Linked DNA regions of Nomascus leucogenys: region 2 is linked to region 1. The links are chromatin contacts, called in public Hi-C maps. All regions are on one chromosome and are shown on one strand. Each heading gives the region's core, a stretch centred on a gene start, on an enhancer-like site or on the middle of the called end of the contact. The rest is flanking DNA. Distances are from core to core; before and after follow the strand shown.

What was found. A called contact is a pair of places that touch in the nucleus more often than the background predicts.
Region 2: a Hi-C map of a lymphoblastoid cell line shows a contact between it and region 1, with 5 times the contacts expected there. The contact joins two enhancer-like sites. A contact is called at or near these places in 2 of 4 Hi-C or Micro-C datasets (a lymphoblastoid cell line and an unstated tissue).

Annotation. Positions count from the first base shown.
Region 1 is chr19:40,772,560-40,776,391 of Asia_NLE_v1, reverse strand. The region is part of intron 2 of PRKCE (protein kinase C epsilon type); the gene reads left to right. Among named protein-coding and RNA genes, the nearest start is that of PRKCE, 280 kb to the left of the region's middle. Within about 2 kb of position 1,996, the one cell type or tissue checked has an H3K27ac peak away from gene starts, as active enhancers do. A contact at or near this core is called in a lymphoblastoid cell line, where this site is marked.
Region 2 is chr19:41,069,491-41,073,322 of Asia_NLE_v1, reverse strand. No RefSeq gene overlaps it. Among named protein-coding and RNA genes, the nearest start is that of PRKCE, 14 kb to the right of the region's middle. Within about 2 kb of position 2,007, the one cell type or tissue checked has an H3K27ac peak away from gene starts, as active enhancers do. A contact at or near this core is called in a lymphoblastoid cell line, where this site is marked.

The sequences.
Region 1 (3,832 bases), core at 747-3,246:
AGACTAAGTTGAATGTGATGGAAAAAGTCAAAGATAAATTTCCTATAAAATTACTGTTGGCCAGGCATGATGACTCTCATGCCTGTAATCCCAGCACTTTGGGAGGCTGAGGCGAGCAGATCACTTGAGGCCAGGAGTTTGGGACCAGCCTGGTCAACATAGTAAAACCCCATCTCTACTAAAAATACAAAAATTAGCCAGACATGGTGGCACGTGCCTGTAATTCCAGCTACTTGGGAGGCTGAGGTGGGAAAATCACTTGAACCCATGAGGCGGAGGCTGCAGTGAGCCGAGATCACACCACTGCAATCCAGCCTGGGTGATAAAGTGAGACTCTGTCTCAAAAAAAAAAAATTACTGTTAAATTATGTGTGAGAAAAATAATAAAGCTCTAAAAAGATTCCAAATTCACATTACTTCACAAGTATCTTTAAGTTTTTGCTCCACTAGAAAGAAACTGCAATTGGGTTGGGCATGGTGGCTCACACTTATAATCTGAATACTTTGGGAGGTTGAGGCAGTAGGATTGCTTGAGCCCAGGAGTTCAAGACCAGTGTGGGCAACATGGAGAGACCTTGTCTCTACAAAAAAAAAAATTTTTTTAAATTAGCCAGGCATGGTGGCATGTGCCTGTAGTCCCAGCTACTTGTGAGGCTGAGGCAGGAGCACTGCTTGAGCCTGGGAGGTTGAGGCTGCAGTGAGCCATGATCATGCGACTGCACTCCAGCCTGGGCAGCAAAGCGAGACTCTCTCTCTCTCTTACACACACAGACACACACACACACACACACACACAAATAGAAAATGGAAATGGAAATGGAAATCATAGATAATGTTTGTCTGTAAGAGATGATGAGGGGGACCATACCTTAAAGAACTTGGCCTTCTGTTATTGGCAAGTGAGTACATATATTTGTTTTTCAGTGTTTTCAGTTTGAATATTGTTAGTTAAAATACTTAAAGTACATACATCTTTTCTTTGCATGATTCTCTGCTTTACTGACTTTTTATTAAACAAACATTCTTCCATTCACCAAAGATAAGTGGGGCAGAAGAAAATGAACTCCCTCCTCTCAGAGCCGGCCTCAAGCTAAGAACTTTTGAAGTACTGTTTTAGCTAAAAAATATTAATACTTTAAAATTTGCATACTATACCATATTTATAAACAAAAGTGTTTTTCTTTTCCAAGGTCTTCATATAAAATTGCAGCTTAGGGTCGGGCACGGTGGCTCACGCCTGTAATCCCAGCACTTTGGGAGGCCAAGGCAGGTGGATCACTTGAGGCCAGGAGTTCCAGACTAGCCTGTCCATCATGGTGAAACCCCATCTCTACTAAAAATACAAAAATTAGCTGGGTGTGGTGATGTGTGCCTGTAATCCCAGCTATTCAGGAGGCTGAGGCAGAAGAATTGCTTGAACCCAGGAGGCAGAGGTTGCAGTGAGCCGAGATCATGCCACCACACTCCAGCCCACACAACAAAGTGAGACTCTGTCTCAAAAAAAAAAAAAAAAATTGCAGCTTAGCTGAATTATTGATAGAAGGTGGCGACTTAGATGCCTTCTCTTCTGGTTTGTCTGCTATGTCTGTGTGCACCTGGACCCATTGTGCTCCGGAAAGCAGGCACACTGGAGCCCTGGAGTGCAGGCTGGCTGGTGTCTTGCAGTGCCTGGCGATGGCTGGGGTTTGGTCCCTGATCTGTCCCCTGGGGTTCCGATGTCTATTGGTGAGGCAGCAGTGTGTGCTCATAGGAGACCCTCTCTCAAGAGGCTCTGTCAGGAGCCAGTCTGCTGCCCTGCCTTTGAGGCTGATCCTTCACCCTAGGAGGGCAGGCACTGAGGGCCAGCACTCTGGTCACGCCCAGGATGCTATGGTGACCACTGAAGAATAAGCTATTACCCTGCCCACCCCTGCCTGCTGTGCCCCCAAGCACCCCTTGGGGGTTACTCACTTGCCTTCCTGGTATCAGGTTAAGAGGTTATTAGACCTTCCATTTATTTACTCAATTCTTCTCCCTGCTCTCCTGAGTAATAACTCAGGAACCCGTGCCCCAGCCATGCTGGAAACATGCTTAGAAAGTAAGGGGAAACCTTTGGGCCAGCACCCACGTGGTTTTGAATCACTCAAGGACAATCCACCTGAGTCACTGGCTTGGTGGCCGTGGGCCAAGCAAGGAATCATCCAGTAGCGCCTCTGCCCTCACTGTCCTCCTCCTCCAGGTTTCTGTACCAAGAGGAAGCCAGCGGAAGGCCCCACATCCAAAACATTGACTAGTGTGCCCCCGTGTGGCTCTGGTGGAAGGGTTCAGAGAATGCAGCCAGGTTTTCCTAACCTTACCCACCAAGGCCAGAGGATGCCCTAAGGACAGCCTGCAGCCCCTGCACCCGTCGTTTTGCATAATCTTTGCTTTTTCTTATTATTATTTCTTAACAGTTAAGCACCCTAAGGCCTCATTTAACTTGAGTTTTGCAAGAAGCGTGGTTTTGCAGGACCCAAAGATTTTCCATTGGTGTAGGGAATGTCTCCTCCCAGCTCTGAGAGACTTCCTCCAATCCACAACCTACTGCAGGTATATGTTCTTATTAAAAGGGGCGGGGACAAAAGCTCTGCCTGTCCCTCTTGTACTTTCAGGCTATAATCAATCAGCAGGCACTCACCTGTTCAGACTGTGACATTGAATTTCCAGGATCAGGACCAGAGCCTGGTACAGACACAAGCCTTCCAGTACTTGTATTTTAAGTTCCATAGATGCTTGGACTTTTGTGGGCTCCTCGGACAGTGATCATGAAAGAAGAGTGCTCCCAGGGGATGAGCAAGATGATCCCCTTTGGCTGGGAAGAAAAGATTCCATGTCCATCTGTTTTTTTTTAACTCCTCTAAAAATGTTCCCTTTATAGTTTCATAGTTGTACTTAAATAAAAATAATTGCACTTAAATAAAAAAACATTTGGGAGGTTATAGCAGAAGCTGTTGGTGTCCCGGCCGTAGCTGTGTCCCTTGGTCTGACACAGAGGTCACTCCCAGAATACACTTAGGACTCCCTGTGTCTCCTTCTGAGGGTGACCTGAGCCACGATGTTATGGGATAGAGGCTAACACCTGGTAGGCCCCACATTTTTGACAATTTGGTTTTAAGAAAACTCGTAGGTATGGCCAGGTGTGGTGGTTCACGCCTGTAATCCCAGCACTTTGGGAGGCTGAGGCAGGCGGATCATGAGGTCAGGAGATCAAGACCATCCTGGCTAATACGGTGAAACCCCATCTCCACTAAAAATACAAAAAAAAAAAAAAAAAAAAAAAAGTAGCCAGGCCTGGTGGCGGGCGCCTGTAGTCCCAGCTACTCGGGAGGCTGAGGCAGGAGAATGGTGTGAACCCGGGAGGTGGAGCTTGCAGTGAGCCAAGATCGTGCCACTGCACTCCAGCCTGGGTGATAAAGTGAGACTCTGTCTCAAAGAAAAAAAAAAAAGAAAACTCGTAGGTATATATCATCGTTCCAATAACAGCTGCCATTATCGAATGCCTGCTGTGTACCTGGTACTTGATAATGATTACATTCTGTCACACCAACTCTGGAAGGTAGATATTATCCTCCCCCGCCCCACTTTTCTTTAAAAAGGTGAGGAAACAGGCTCAGCAATGACTGTGGGGATCTGGGAGCAGACTGCAGGTCTTGCTGGACCCAAGGCCCATTCGCCCTCCTTGCTGCCATGCTGGCTTCTCTACAGTGAGAGCAGCCTTTACGTTATGCACCACTAATGTCACTCAGAGGGTCCCGACCCTTCCCCTTCAGCCTCTTCTTGTTCTCCTCCCTCTGTTCCTCTTGGATTCTCAGGA
Region 2 (3,832 bases), core at 758-3,257, 300 kb before region 1:
CCCAGGCATGGTAGCGCATGCCTGTAATCCCAGCTACTTGGGAGGCTGGGGCAGGAGAATCGCTTGAACCCAGAAGGCGGAGGTTGTGGTGAGCCAAGATTGTGCCATTGCACTCTAGCCTGGGCAATAAAAGTGAAAATCTGTCTCAAAAAAAAAAAAAAAAAAAAAAAAAAAAAGGGTAGGGGCAGTTTCATTGCACAAATCCTCCTCTCTTTGCCTGCTGCCCATCCATGTAAGATGTGACTTGCTCCTCCTTGCCTTTTGCCATGATGGTGAGGCTTCCCCAGCCACATGGAACTGTAAGTCCAATTAAACCTCTTTCTTTTGTAAATTTCCTAGTCTCGGGTATGTCTTTATCAGCAGTGTGAAAATGGATAATACAAAAAGCTATATGTATATCTCCTGTTTTGCAGATTGTGAAGTTGGCATGGGCCCAGCTCCTGAAGGATAGACCTATGGCTGACTATGAGAAAAGATGTCTGAAGGATGGCCCAGATAGCAAAACAAACCAGTAAGCAAACAAATGGGGGAGCCCTGGAGTTGGACCAACTGTCTATAAATCCAGGCTCTGCTACCTACTCGATGTGGGATGATCCTGTGGACATTGCTTACATTTTTTTTACCACCTTACTGGCTTCATTTATAAAAGGTATCCTAATGTAATGTACTACAAGAGATTAAAACAAAACACTCACCAGCAACTATGGTAGTATGCCAGTACTTTCTCATCATGGATTATTACATAAGATGTTAGCATGTGACAAAAATGTGCATCTTAGAATTGGAGAAATATGGTAATATATATTTCGTTTGGCTATTCTGATGATTAAAGAGTTGTCAAGGCCAGGTGCAGTGGTTGCACCTATGATCCCGGCACCTTGGGAGGCCAAGGTGGGAAGATAGCTTGAGCCCAGGAGTTCAAGACCAGCCTGGGAAACATAGTGAGAGCCTGTCTCTATAAAAAAAAAAAATTATTATTATTTTTTAATTAACCTGGCATGATGGTGTTGGTTCCAGCTACTCAGGAGGCTGAAGTGGGAGGATCACTTAAATATGGGAGGTCAAGGCTGCAGTGAGCTGTGATTGCACCACTGCCCTCCAGTCTGGGTGACAGAATGAGATACTGTTTCAAAAAAAAAAAAATTGTTAAGGCCGGGTGTGCTGGCTCATGCCTGTAATCCCAGCACTCTGGGAGACCAAGGCAGGTGGATCACCTCAGGTCAGAAGTTCGAGACCAGCCCGGCCAACATGGCAAAACCCCGTCTCTACTTAAAAAACAAAAATTAGCTGGGCGTGGCGGCTCACACCTGTAATCCCAGCACTTTGGGAGGCCAAGGTGGGTGGATCACCTGAGGTCAGGAGTTTGAGACTAGCCTGGCCAACATGGTGAAACCCCATCTCTACTAAAAATACAAAAATTCACTGGGTGTAGTGGCGTACACTTGTAATCCCAGCTACTCAGGAGGCTAAGACAGGAGAATCACTTGAACCTGGGAGGCAGAGGTTGCAGTGAGCTGAGACCTCACCATTGCACTCCAGCCTGGGCAAAAAGAGTGAAACTTTGTCTCAAAAAAAAAAAAAAAAGTTACATATTGATTTCTGGCACATAGTTCTCAACGAATAGTTGTTAGCTTTTATCACTGTGGTTACTAGTACTACTATTTTAAGAAATGAATAGCGAAACTTGTAATAAGTTGTAAAATGCTCCTCACGCTCTGCCCTCCTACCGCATATCTTACCCACTTTGCTGTTGAATTTTCAAGCCCTGGTACCTGCAAACATGAATGTATGGATGTCACCAGAAAAAAAACAAGCGAAACATTGACCACTTCTCAGTTCTTGTTAGAGGAAAACCACAATGGCACGTTAAATGTTGTGGCAGCAGGGTCAGATCTGGCATGTACATGCTGGTTCTCACAGGATGAGTGAATCGGGGCAGGAACTGAGCGATGTTTGCATCAATCCTTCACTGAAGGACAGGGGACGAGGGCCACGTCCAGGGTGATAAGAACATGGACCTACGCTGCGGCTCTGGGTCTGCCGCTTGCCAACCCTGGCACTTCAGTCATGTGGCTCAAGGTCATTTCGGTCTCACTTTCTTCTCTGTGGAAACAGAGAAAAATAACTACTCCTTTACTGCACTGAGAGATACATACCTTAGGGTTCCAGTGGGTCAAATGGCTGGAAAACCATGGCTGCGAAGGGAAAGGCACTTAACCACATTGTTTCCCTATATTTCATTTATATTATCATTCAAGTTCTTTGACTCTTTCCATGCAGTTCTACATCTCGCTGTCGGAAGGAACGGTGTATAGGGGGATACCCAGATCTGGTCCTGGAGCCAAACTTAGTGGGACGCTGGGCACAGGGCAAATCCCTTTGTGTGCCCTGACTCTTCACACCAAAACCCCATTATCCAGGAACCACGTTGCGGGAAAGGGGAAGCTGTAGGTCCTAGAGCTAAAAGAATTAAGAATGAAATGTTCCAAAGAGACAGTGTATATAACAGAAACTATTTCCTGAGAAGCAGTTGTGCCAGCTACTGTACTTACTGGTAATTAGTGGCTACAGCCCCCTATTGCATTTGAATAAATGGAGGCCCATTGAGAGGCAGGTGATTTTCCTAAGATCCTAGAGCTTCCGAGATGGATTCCTCCTGCACATTACACTGTGCTGTAGGGACGGGCACCCCATGCGAACCATCTGGATTGCACAGGTGACAGTGCTGGGGAGTCTTCATGAGAATGACTGGGCAGCTAAGCACTGGCTAAGAATCCTTTCTTCCTTTCTCTTTTATTTAACAAATGTTTATTGGAGCCTAGCAAGACCTCCACACCCTAAAAATACTCCATGGAATCTGACGCACAGTCCTTGATTCAGGAAGTTTGCACAGTAGTGGGAAAGGCCATGAGTGAACCTGGGTTTCGTGGGACCTGAAACTTAAGCAATTTGGAGAGCCCTCTTTCGGAAAAAGAACACCAAATTAGAAACTGGGGCTTGGAGGGAGTACAGCAAATGAAGGGCCCTAGAGCTTAAGCCTTATGAGCACCACTGTAATTCTGCTTTTTGGGAAACAAGCAAGTGATGACAATAAAATGTAGTGTGGGCTGATGAGAGATCAGGAGAGTCACCTAGAAAAAATGCCTTCTAAGGTGAGGCCCACAGGATGGGCCAGAGAGTCCTGGGAGAGGGAATAATAGGAGCAGGATGCAGGCAAGGAAGAGGAGCTGGTGTGGTTTTCAGGGAGTGAGGACAGCATCGTTTTCTCCTTCCTTTCCTAGATCACGAAGCACCTGGGATGGTCCCAAAGTGCAGAGCCTTGAGCTGCCACACCCTAGAGGTTAACAGGACCCTTTCATCGGCAGGGGTGTCACCTTTTCTCCAAGCTCCCTGGGACATCTCAGGCCCTAGGAGAAGGCTTCCATACTTGGTTCTCACGCTCCAGGAAGAACACCAACCTGCTTTGAGGTCCCTGGCCTTTGTTCCTGGTTAGCTTACATTTGCTTTTGCAAGAACGAAATGAGCCAGAAAAACTTCCTTTGTCAGAAGTTAACCTTGAGGTCTAATAGGCTCAGAGAAAGGGAAGACAGGGGAGAGGTAGAGGGAGAGAGATGTAGGGAAAAGACTAACCATAAATAGGAAATCCTTCTGAGGCAAAAGCTTGAGCGACATCTACCCTAACCCAAGGTGGAGTAAAGTTTGTGCCCCTCTGAAAGCATTCAGCAAGGTGTCCGAGGGGCCGTTAAGGTCCCTTAGGGGGCAGTGTGGGCTTTGTTTCCCCATGTGCAGCACAGTGCCTTGCCTGTTGAATCCTGATGCCAATGCACTCACC